Regions from separate parts of the Mus musculus genome. Here regions 1 and 3 are each linked to region 2. A link is a contact called in public HiCAR-type and HiChIP or PLAC-seq data. All regions are on one chromosome and are shown on one strand. The core of a region is the stretch at or near the end of the contact, and the rest is flanking DNA. Distances in the headings are between cores, read along the strand shown.

The links. HiCAR-type assays count read pairs that join an accessible place to other places. HiChIP or PLAC-seq counts read pairs in DNA pulled down with a chosen protein or histone mark.
Region 1: a contact with region 2 is called in an HNF4G HiChIP or PLAC-seq map of pancreatic cancer cells. The contact joins the promoter of Phospho1 here to the promoter of Snx11 in region 2. A contact is called at or near these places in 9 of 39 promoter capture datasets (the C10 cell line, the HPC-7 cell line, HPC-7-derived erythroid cells and 5 more) and 3 of 115 datasets of contacts at active chromatin or transcription factors (astrocytes, forebrain and pancreatic cancer cells).
Region 3: a HiCAR-type map of astrocytes shows a contact between it and region 2, with 3 times the contacts expected there. The contact joins the promoter of Ttll6 here to the promoter of Snx11 in region 2. A contact is called at or near these places in 5 of 39 promoter capture datasets (the 3T3-L1 cell line, cranial neural crest, hippocampal neurons and 1 more), 6 of 115 datasets of contacts at active chromatin or transcription factors (astrocytes, embryonic forebrain, embryonic hindbrain and 3 more) and 1 of 9 other capture datasets (macrophages).

Annotation. Positions count from the first base shown.
Region 1 is chr11:95,822,428-95,826,075 of GRCm38.p6, reverse strand. Phospho1 (phosphatase, orphan 1) reads right to left here and starts at 1,576. Exons shown (of 3, transcript NM_153104.3): 1 at 1,367-1,576. It overlaps Gm38958 (predicted gene, 38958), which reads left to right and starts at 1,665. Exons shown (of 1, transcript NR_164195.1): 1 at 1,665-2,121.
Region 2 is chr11:96,776,073-96,779,537 of GRCm38.p6, reverse strand. Snx11 (sorting nexin 11) reads left to right here and starts at 1,983. Exons shown (of 8, transcript NM_001163389.1): 1 at 1,983-2,083; 2 at 2,477-2,570.
Region 3 is chr11:96,131,656-96,135,102 of GRCm38.p6, reverse strand. It overlaps Ttll6 (tubulin tyrosine ligase-like family, member 6), which reads right to left and starts at 1,317. Exons shown (of 15, transcript NM_172799.4): 1 at 1,142-1,317; 2 at 195-232. The coding sequence starts at 1,317.

The DNA of each region.
Region 1 (3,648 bases), core at 327-2,826, 950 kb after region 2:
CAGAGAGGCAGAGGCAGAGGCAGAGGCAGAGGCAGAGGCAGAGGCAGAGGCAGAGGCAGAGGCAGAGAGGCAGAGGCAGAGGCAGGTGAAACTAAGTTAGAGGTCAGCTTGGTCTACAGAGTGAGTTCCAGGACAGCCGGTACTACACAGAGAAACCCTGTCTAGAAAAACAAAGCAACAAAAAATTCTGTGTGACCACCAGAGTCCCCGTGGAGAACAGGACAGGACCTTTGAGTTTCTCCCACATGCTAGAGCAGCCAGGAGGCAAACTTTTGGGGGCTGAGGGAAGTCCTTTTCTAGTCTCATCTAAGATCAATGTTTGCAGCCCTGATTCCCTATCACAGCCCCTGCCTGCTCCTTTGATACAAATACTTTTAGGTTAGATCTGTGGGAAGTCGGGGTAGGGGTGTGTGTGTGTGTGTGTGTGTGTGTGCACTAACTTAAGTCTAAGCTTGAAATTCTCCTAATGGGGGAGAGGGTAGAGCCCATAGGAAAGTTTGGGGAGTTTTCCACAAGAAACATGCAGACTGAGAGTGGGGGTGAGCACTTAAAAACTGTCAAGCCCTCTCTGCTTCAAGAATAAGTATGCCCATCACTAGAAATTAGATCTGACAATTAAGCTAGGATTCCTGCCCCCAACACTCGCAACTTCACAAACTCCTTTCTTGTTCATTAACCCGTAATGGGCAAGGGAGGGGGTGCAGAGAGGTCCAGCTTACATCACACAGCATCAGAAATAGGATTAAAACTCAGGGATCTCTACTGCCTCTTGAAGAAATTACCTGAACTCCGGAGGCTCTGTATGTTCCCTGTCCTAGCTAGTCTGCGCCCCGGTGCCAGTGAGGAATCTGGGACTAGGCGTCACCTCTGGGGTCCCCTGCCTGGGGTGGACAAGCAGAGGTGATTCTTACTGGGTAGGGGCAGGGAGATGGCAGCTGCCGGTGGGGTAGCAGGAGAGATATTTTTAGAGGTGACTGGAAAGCAGGCACTCTGGCACACCCCCAGCTGGCGGGCGCTTCGCTCTAATGCGGGCGGGGGGTGCGTAGCTCGGGGAGAAGGAAGGACTTGTGGGTGGCGGGGAGCTATGACAGTCCCCGGAGATGAAGGGACACTGGGTACCATTAACCTGGGAAAGGAGGGGGTTCAGTTCTCTGCCCCTGGGACTACCCCACCACCAAGCACATGAAACACACTCAAACTACACACAGCCCCCACCCCAACATTTAGATCGCGGTCCTCCCGGAGCCCAAGACTCATGCGGGGCAGCAGCGGTCACGCTGTCTGTCCCAGCTGAGTTTGGAGTGGAAGTAGTGGGAAGGGGGCTACTTAAGGGATTTAGGGACAGGATGGAGCAAGGGGTGCTTACGGGATTTGGGGGGTACGCGGTCTTATCCACCCCCGGATTTCTGAGCTCCGGCTCACGAATCCCTCCAGCCCCGAGGGACTGTGGATGATGTGCTTCTGCTCCGTCCCTTCCACCTGCCCCCCATCCTCGGGGCCGCCGCCGCGTCCCCTTTAAATGCCGGGGAGCCAGAGCCCGAGCCGCGGCGGGCGCTGCGGCAGCCGCAGCACCCGGGCCCACCGCAGTCCCCGCACGTCACAAGCGCCCAGCCAATCACCGTGGCGCCGGCGCACATCAAAGGGGCGGGCTGCCCGGGAGCCACGCCTCCGGGCTGTCCCGGAGGCCGCGCGAGCGGCCGTGAGACTGGGCGGGCGGGACGGGTGGAGCGTGGCGCGTCCCGTCCGAGGAGCGTGGGTGCGGGGCACCCTCTGCGTGCGCGTGGGCACGTGCGTGAGTCAGTGTCACACTGCCCGCCTCCTGCTGGGCTCGGCGCCAGGACTCTGCAGGCAGCCCTTCCACCGCCCGGCTTCCCTCCTTGTCGCGGGACAGCCGGGTGACCGGCCCGCCAAGCAGCCCTCCCTCCATGTGCTCCGAGCTCGCCCTCTGCCCTTCCGGGAGGAGTCGCGGCATCCTGCCGAGTCCTCGGAACCCTGTCCCCAAATTACCGGGTACTCGGGCTTGCCGATGGAAAAGCTCTCCCAATCCAGCACCGCCTAAACTCGGAGTTGGAGAACCGACACTTGAGCACTGTGGTGCAAATAAAACCCGCTTTCTCCCAAGTTCCCGCTCTTCCTCTCTGGCGAGCTTTCCCTTCCTTCCCACCCCTCAGAACACTAGATTACGATTAAAAGAGAGGAGGTGAAACCTGCACTTTCTGAACCGGTGCGACGAACCCAGGAGAAAAGACTTGTCCAAGAGTTCGAACACAAGGACACCTCACTTCAGTCACAGAACAGGATCTGTGGGTGAGGAGGTGCACCCTGGCCTGGGTCTACCTTCAACTCTCCTATCATCCTCTAGCTTTGAATACCAGAGCTCCGTGCTTCCACCAGCAGAAGGCAGATTGGCAGAAAAGTTGCCGATACGATGGACCACCCGCCCAAATCTTTGAGGGCGACGTCTCCATTGCCCCTGCTCCCTCTCTAACACGCCAGCGCCCCTTCACCTCTTTCCTGAAGTCCAAGGGCTACCGGTGTTTATTCTACCTAGCTCTACCTAGCGGTGCTCAGGCCCTGGGCCTTTTATCTTGAGTCGGGGTGGGAGGGTGGGTCTCTTATAATTTGTTGCTACCTATTCTAGGCCCGACCCTGAGCTCCTAAATCTCCTGCTTCCATGTCCAATTTGATGGATTAAAGGCCCGAGTCCCCACACCCTGCAATCCCTCCTCTTAAAGAAGCAGTTTCATCTCCACACCCTTCTCAAAGACAGGCTCACACAGCCTTCATCATCTGTGTTGTATCTGTTCTCGGCCCTCCAATGCCCCCCAGACCCCCCCCCCCTTTGAGACAGTTTCCTGTCGCCCAGGCTAGTAATGGGCCTTGCTGTATAGTCCAGAATGACGGTCTACTCCCGAGTTCCTGCCTCTACCTTCTGAGCGCTGGGATTAAAGGCATGTGTGCCACTATGCCCTTTCTTAAACCAGCCCTAGGTGTACTTGAGGGGAGTGGGTAGATGGCTGGAAAGATTTGAATGTCTGGATCCATGCTCCCATCCTTGTTCTCCTTCCAAAATGATGCCACTGAGGCTCTGAAGAAATCGAACTGGGAAGAGCTAACCCAGCTTGCTTGGGCTATCCAGTTGATGAACCGTAGCGTTGGAGTTCCAACCCAGTTTGCTTACCCATGACCTCATACTGCGCCTCTCCCTTGTCACTTTTACTCTTTTTTAAGTAAATTGAGGGCAGAGACCATGTTTGCCTTTGTTGTTGTCTTCCAAAAGGGCAGGGTTTCTCTGTGGAGCTCTGGCTGTCTAAGACCTCGCTCTGTAGATGAGGCTGGCTTTGAACTCCGAAATCAGCCTGCCTCTGCCTCCCCAGTTTTGAAGTTAAAGAATTGGGCCACCACCACCCGATCGATCCATGTCTGTTTTACTCAACACTGTGACCCAGACCCCAGGATTTAATCTGGACACTGACACCTCTAGGCCTTAGATGTTTGTTTTTTGCTGGCTCTGGTGGTGGCACTCACCTTTAATCTCAGCACTTGGGAGGCAGAGGTAAGTGGATCAAGGTTAGTCTGAGTGAGTTCCAGGATAGTCAGAGCTAATCCCTGTCTTGGAAGAAAAAAAAATCTGATTCTCTTGCAAAA
Region 2 (3,465 bases), core at 734-3,233:
GTTAAGTGCCCCTCATGAGTGTAGGGCCCATAAGGGTGTCAGAATGCTGGATGAGTGCCATCATGTGGGTTCTGGGAACTGAACCCAGGTCCCCTGCAAGAACAAGTGCTCTTACCTGATGTGCTGGCTCTCCTGCCTCAATCTCTCAATTTTTATTTCTAAGTCAGTGATTTCTACATTAGCAAAAGCTATTAAATGTCCCTATGATTTTAAAAGTTTGTGTAAAAGGATCCTGAGACCAAAGGCCTGAGAAATTCTGTTTTGAATTACATAAATAATATCCACCTGGATTGGTAACTACCATTGTGTTTTGCACTGGCTCTACAAACATTTAGGAGCAGTTCAAGTCAGTGTAGTACTGGGTTTTCATCTGACCCACACTTTTATAAGAGCCCATCTGTTTTTAAGGGGAGTTAGGATTAGAGAAATGACTTTGAGGTTGAGAGTACTTTCTGTTCTTGTATAGGTGCAGGGTTCAGTTCCCAACACCCACACAATGGTTCCAACTACTTCTAACTCCAGTGCCAGGAGATCTAAGGCCCTCATCTGGCCTCGTAGGGTTTCAGGTAGACACATGGTACACAACCTATTTATAGGCAAAACAGCTACAAAAAATAAAAATATTTATTTTTGATGTGTGTATGCCTCGGATCCATTGAAGTGGGAGTTGCAGGAATGTGTGAACTGTGTGAATTTGGGGGTCCTGAACTCATCTTCTGAAGCCATTTTGCCAACTCCTGTCTTGCTGTTTTTGAGGCAGGGTCTTAGGTAGCCCAAGCTAGCCTGAAACTCACTATATAGTTGGCGTTGGCCTTCAGTTCCTGCCTCTACTTCCAAGTGCTGGGGTTACAGAGGTAAAATTAACTTTTTTTTTAAAGACTTATTTATTTTTATTATATGTAAGTACACTGTAGCTGTCTTCAAACACTCCAGAAGAGGGAGTCAGATCTCATTACAGATGGTTGTGAGCCACCATGTGGTTGCTGGGATTTGAACTTCAGACCTTTGGAAGAGCAGTCGGGTGCTCTTACCAACTGAGCCATCTCACCAGCCCTAAAATTAACTTTTTAACAGATCAAGGAGGCTTTTCGTTTGTGTTTTCCAACAGCCTTACTCCGTATCCTAGAGCTCACTATATGTCTTTAATGGCCAAGTGTTAGGATTCTGGGCGTGAGCCACTTCCATTGGCTTAAGAGGACTTTAAGATATTTTTTTTTGTCTTTTTAAAAAAGATGTATTTATTTATTACATGTAAGTACACTGTAGCTGTCCTCAGACACTCCAGAACAGGGCATCAGATCTCATTACAGATGGTTGTGAGCCACCACGTGGTTGCTGGGATTTGAACTCAGGACCTTCCGAAGAGCAGTCGGGTGCTCTTACCCCCTGAGCCGTCTCTCCAGCCCGGACTTTAGATATTTCTATAGTAAGCATTTTCACCGGCTTTTTCTTGCTTACTAACTGTATGATCCTTCTTTGGGCTTGACAACTGTTGTCAACTTTCTCGTCTGCTGTTGGGATAATCTGTGGGTTTTCCAAATCAAACTGGCAGTGCCCTTGACAGTTTAGATGGGGAACTGCAACCTCTGAGGTTCAAACCCAGACTTTCGAGATCTTAGATCTTAGTAAGGCTTCAGGAACGCGAGAAACCTCCCACACTTACTGCTCTTTAACACCCTGAAGACGTTTAGGCTCCTAAGATGCTTTCGTCGGCCTTCAAACACGTTCCCTGAGCGCTGATTGGCCCGCCTAATGGCGGTGGGCGGGACACGGCACCGGAGTGGACTTTGCGGGGTCTCGGTCTTTGCGCTCCGCCTCCCGCGCCCCCTAGCGATTTCCGGAAAGATGCGGATTTCAGCTTAGGCCTGGGCGGGATGGAGAGCCTCCTCTGACCAGCGATCGCCACTGAGAGCCCTGGTCTTCAGGGGTGGGGCGTCCGGGACACTCAGGATTGGCCCGTCGGGAGCCGCCTCCCGTCGTGCACCGGGGCACCGGCGACTCACCCGGAAGGAGAAGCCGGTATCGGACTATATGGTGCGGTGCTGGTGGTGTCGCTGTGGAGAGCTGCTGCTGCTGCTCTCAGGTGAGGGGGCGTGGGCGTGGCCGCGGCTCGTAGGTGCTGCTTGGGAATGGGATGCTGGCTTGAGCCGTGGTGGTGGCATTTGAGTGATGGCCTCGGTTGACACACTAGGGAGGGGGCTGCCTTACTGCCTGGTATGAAAGTGAGGGCTTGCTGGGACCCAAGAAGAAAGGAAGCCTGGCTTTTCAATATACCTTGAAAATCGTCTTTCCGTCCCGATTTAGCCGGGAAAAGAGAAGGACCGTTGGGCTGGTTTCCATCTGAGTTTGCTAAAGAATGGAAAGGAGTGGCCGGAGTCAGAATTAGGGATGTCTACCCAAGTGGCCGGCAGTGGAAGGGAATGGCAGATATTTTTCGCAGATACTGGAAACTATGCTCTTCCTTTGTTACTTGCAGGTGAAAGGAGTGGGTTACCGACTGAAAAATGAGAACAGCTGCTTGATGGACGGGACAGGTTTTCTGTCAGGCGGAAGAGCTTCCTCGAACACCTGTGGGTATTTAGGAAGGCGAGGTTTTAGAATTGCTGTCTGTTGACACCAAAGGCTCAAGAACGAGTAAGGAGGGGCGGGAGACTCCTTGGTGCAATCTTTTTTACAGCCTGATGTGTTTTTTACGTGTCCCTTGAAGTAGTTTTAAGAGGCGGAGAAAATGAGAAAGCTTTGAATTGCTCCCCTGAATTAGCAGCTGTGAGCTTTACAATGCGTCAAACTTTGTACACACCAAACCCCTTGGCTCTTTCCCGGGACTATGGGTGCTGGTACTGCCGAGGGAAGCAGTGAGCGCTTCAGATGGGATGGAAAAGGCCCCGGGAATGTAGTTAGCATGGAGTAAGTTTCCTCACCTTTCGAGGTTACTTGACTCTGCCCTTCCTTAATGGATGCACAGATCCACCTCTTTGGACGGGTCATGGAGGTGAAGTTAAGAACTTGCTGTTTCTCCAGGAATAACGACTGAGAGTGGTGTCGTTGGGAAGGACAGTGATGAAGAGCAGTGGTTGTTGGAAACGGAGTCTGCTTTTTGCAGTCTCAGTGTCTTAGGGGAAATTGACCACCAGAACCTTCTTAGTGCCTTTTACGCTTAGCCTTGAGCCTACAGAGACCCAGGAGACTTGGAATGTCTTAAAAGACAGTTTATTTGTTTCTCTATGACATTAGCTCCAAAACAAAGGAGAAAAACTTCCACATGGGGGTGCTGCAGGCCCCTAGCAAACTCTTTATACCAAACGTCTGATGAACAGTTACTGAACTAGAGTCTTGAGTTTCACAGACTTTTCCAGGCAGAGTGGTGTGATCTCCCCTAAGTGGATAGATGCCTTTCTTTCTTGTCATCTTTTCTGTTGTACTACAAACACAAACCAAACCAAACAACAACAACAACAACAAAAC
Region 3 (3,447 bases), core at 68-2,567, 640 kb after region 2:
GCTACACAGTGAAGCCCTGTCAACAAACATGTACGTAAATACGCAAGACTATGGGCTGTGCACAATGCCCCTGTGATTTTCAGGAGACTTCCAAGCATTCTGAGACCCTGTTTATCACCCTCGGGCATGCCCAGGACTGGCCCCTTCCCCACCCTTCAGTCTCCATCACAGACCCCTTGAACAGAGATACTTACCGCTGTCATACCGGCAGTTAGATAGATTGATCACCAATCATCTGGAAAAGAGAAAAGGGCAGACAGCAAGACACAGACAGATACCCAGGCCAGAACACAGGGCTGGGGCCAGACACATGTGTCCCAGTGGCCACACCAAGCCATGCACCTCACAGTTCCGTTACTCCATGTGTTACAATTGCCTTTGCTTGCGATTTTGTGTTAACACCATTGCCTCAACCCCCTTTTTAATTTTGTCAGTGATGGGACTTGAACCCAGGGCCTCCTGCCTGAAAGTGAGGCACTAGACACTAGGCTACACTCCCAGTGGTCCCTGTACTTTTACACCATCAGCCCATTGGGGACAGAAATTTTATTTTATTTATTTATTTTGGGGTTTGTTTGCTTGTTTGAGAAATTTTAAAAGGCACATATTTTTTACTAAAATATTGTCTCCCCCTTTCCACTAAGGGAAGCCATTTAGAAGATAGACAATACTCTCTTACAAGGCAAAGCAGAGTATTAACCCAGAAACGGAATGCGCAAGCTGCAGCTGCCAGCCGCCGGGGCTGGCAAGTCACTGTGGTCCTGTTACACTGCAAGTATGTGAAATTCCCAGGACACACGGGAGCTTGCGCTTAGGAAGGGAAATTTTTTCCTTGCTCCTTCAGCAAGGAGCTCCCTCTCCACCCAGTCTTTAAAAGGCATTGCAAACACAAATAGAAGGAAAAGTACAAGGTGTGATTCGAGGTTATGCACACTATTATGGGATGCCATAAAACAGAACACTGAAATTGGTGTGAGCCAGAGGAGACAAGCCCTGTGTCCCCTTTTCCTCTCATCAGCCAAGACCTTCTTCCCTTGGGCCCTTCCTGCTCTTATCAACACCGACACCACACACACACACACACACACACACACACACACACACACACACGCCCCGAAACTCCTCGTTTTTCAATACTAACCTTTTTTTCTTCCTCTTTTTCTTACCATGCTGCTGTGCGTTCTGGAGCCTCTTTTGTGTGTTCTCTCTCACAAAAGCCAGGGTGACAAATTCTTTTAGCTCCTCCAGATCTTCTGTGGAACTCTCCTCCCTCTCTTCAGCCCCTTCCTCACTTTCCGAAGTCAGGCACTGTAGCATCTTCCTAGCCCTGGAGGAGGCTCTGGGGAAACATCAGTCCTCCCTGGAGAGAAGGCAGAGCGATCAGCAGTTGTGTGGGTCCACCTGAAGGGGGCGCTCCTCCCTTGCTCATGTCCGTTCCCAAACAACTGGTTGTAGTTTATAAAAAATGCTCCCCGCTCCAAATGCGCGCTTGGTGCACGCTCAGGGAGAGAGCTAGTTCCACCTTTGGCAAAGACTCTGACCTTGGGGACTCACCTAGCCAACCCTAGCTTTGGTTTTGGCCATCTGGGGTTTTCTGAAAGAGGCCGAGCTGCTGCTATGCGCTGTACCACCTGGTAAACAATCTTATTATTAAAGTCAGAGTGCGCCTGGAGACAGCCTCAGAACTCAGCTTCAAGCCTTTCTATCTGAGGGACTGAGTCCCGAGGGGGCAGTGGAGGTGGGCTGAGTTCTGTTAACCCTTACAGTGCTGCATTCGACTTCCCACAAGGCAAGATGCAGGCACGAATAAGATGCACAGGCGGCTGTGAATCAACAGATGTCCGTTCCCAACAATACTGAGAATGGAACTAAGAGCTTCTGGAAAACTAGTACTCTTAACTGCTGAGATCTCTCTCTCTCTCTCTCTCTCATTCTCTCTCTCTCTCTCTCTCTCTCTCTCTTTCTCTCTCTCTCTCTCTCTGTCACACCACACACACACACACACACACACACACACACACACACACAGCGTTCTGCCTTCACAGTTCTTTAGGAGTACAGTCTCTGCCTCTGCCTCTGCCTCTCTGCCTCTGCCTCTTCCTCTCTGCCTCTGCCTCTCTGCCTCTGCCTCTGCCTCTGCCTCTGCCTCTCTGCCTCTCTGCCTCTGCCTCTGCCCCATCTGCCTCTGCCTCTCTGCCTCTGCCTCTGCCTCTGCCTCTGCCTCTGCCTCTGCCTCAGCCTCTGCCTCTGCCTCTGCCTAACCCAGATTTTCCTGGCCCCGTTCAGATCACAGCCCTCACACCAAGGCTCATATGGCCATAAGGCCCATTTCACAAGGCTCCCACCTCCTCCCTTCTCCTCCCCACCAACCTCCACGCCTTTAATGCCCACACTCCAGCCTCTCTCTCCTTTAGTGCCCACAGGCCTCTCTCCTTTAGTGCCCACATGCCAGCCTCTCTCTCTCCTTTAGTGTCCACAGGCCTTTTGCCATCTACTTGCCTGCCCTGCTCATACACATCCTTTGGATCAAAGCTTTTAAAAATGAATATCTTTATCTTTCAGTTTATTGCTGAAATCATGTTAAATAAAGGAGGCCTTAAAGCTGGGAGGGCAGACATCACCTGTGGCTCACCTACTCTACCAAAGCATCTTTGCCTTGGCTGTGAATTCTTAAATTCTAATTGTAATTATTCTGACATCATTTTAACCATCTTGGCACCTTCTTTCTGCCCACATAATATATCATAAAGGCGCGTTTGCATGTCCCTAGGTATATTTTTGTTCTCTCTGTCTGTGTGTGTGTGTGTGTGTGTGTGTGTGTGTTAGCGGACAACAAACCTGTGGGGGTTGGTTCCCCTATTATGTGGGTTCTGGGATCAACCTCAGGTAGGTAGTCAGGCTTGTTGTGAAACACACTTACCTACTGAGCCACATCAATGGCCAGCTGGTTCCTGGTTTTTAATGGCTAGGAAACATTCCATAGAACCAACCCTTGCCTTATTGCTGGTCATATAAGTTGCTTCCATTTCTAATAGTCTCTAAACATCCTAAAACATATTTTCAAGCTGGGGATGGGGGGGTGAGGGGACGGGGACGGGGGATGGGGGAATGGGGATTGTAGCTAGAATCTGGCTAGTGGGGAGGCTGAGGCAGGAGTTCCTTGAGCCTAGTAAGAGTCCGTCTCCTAAAGAAGAAAAACAAAGCCGGGCAGTGGTGGCACACGCCTTTAATCCCAACACTCGGAGGCAGAGGCAGGCGGATTTCTGAGTTCGAGGCCAGCCTGGTCTACAGAGTAAGTTCCAGGACAGCCAGGGCTACACAGAGAAACCCTGTCTCAAAAAAACCAAAAGAAGAAAAACAAAAAAATCCCCTTTCATGTATAGAGGGTCCTTTACTTTGGAGTTTTGCCTCTTGTTTGTCTGTTTCTTTATTTAAGACAATGTCTCA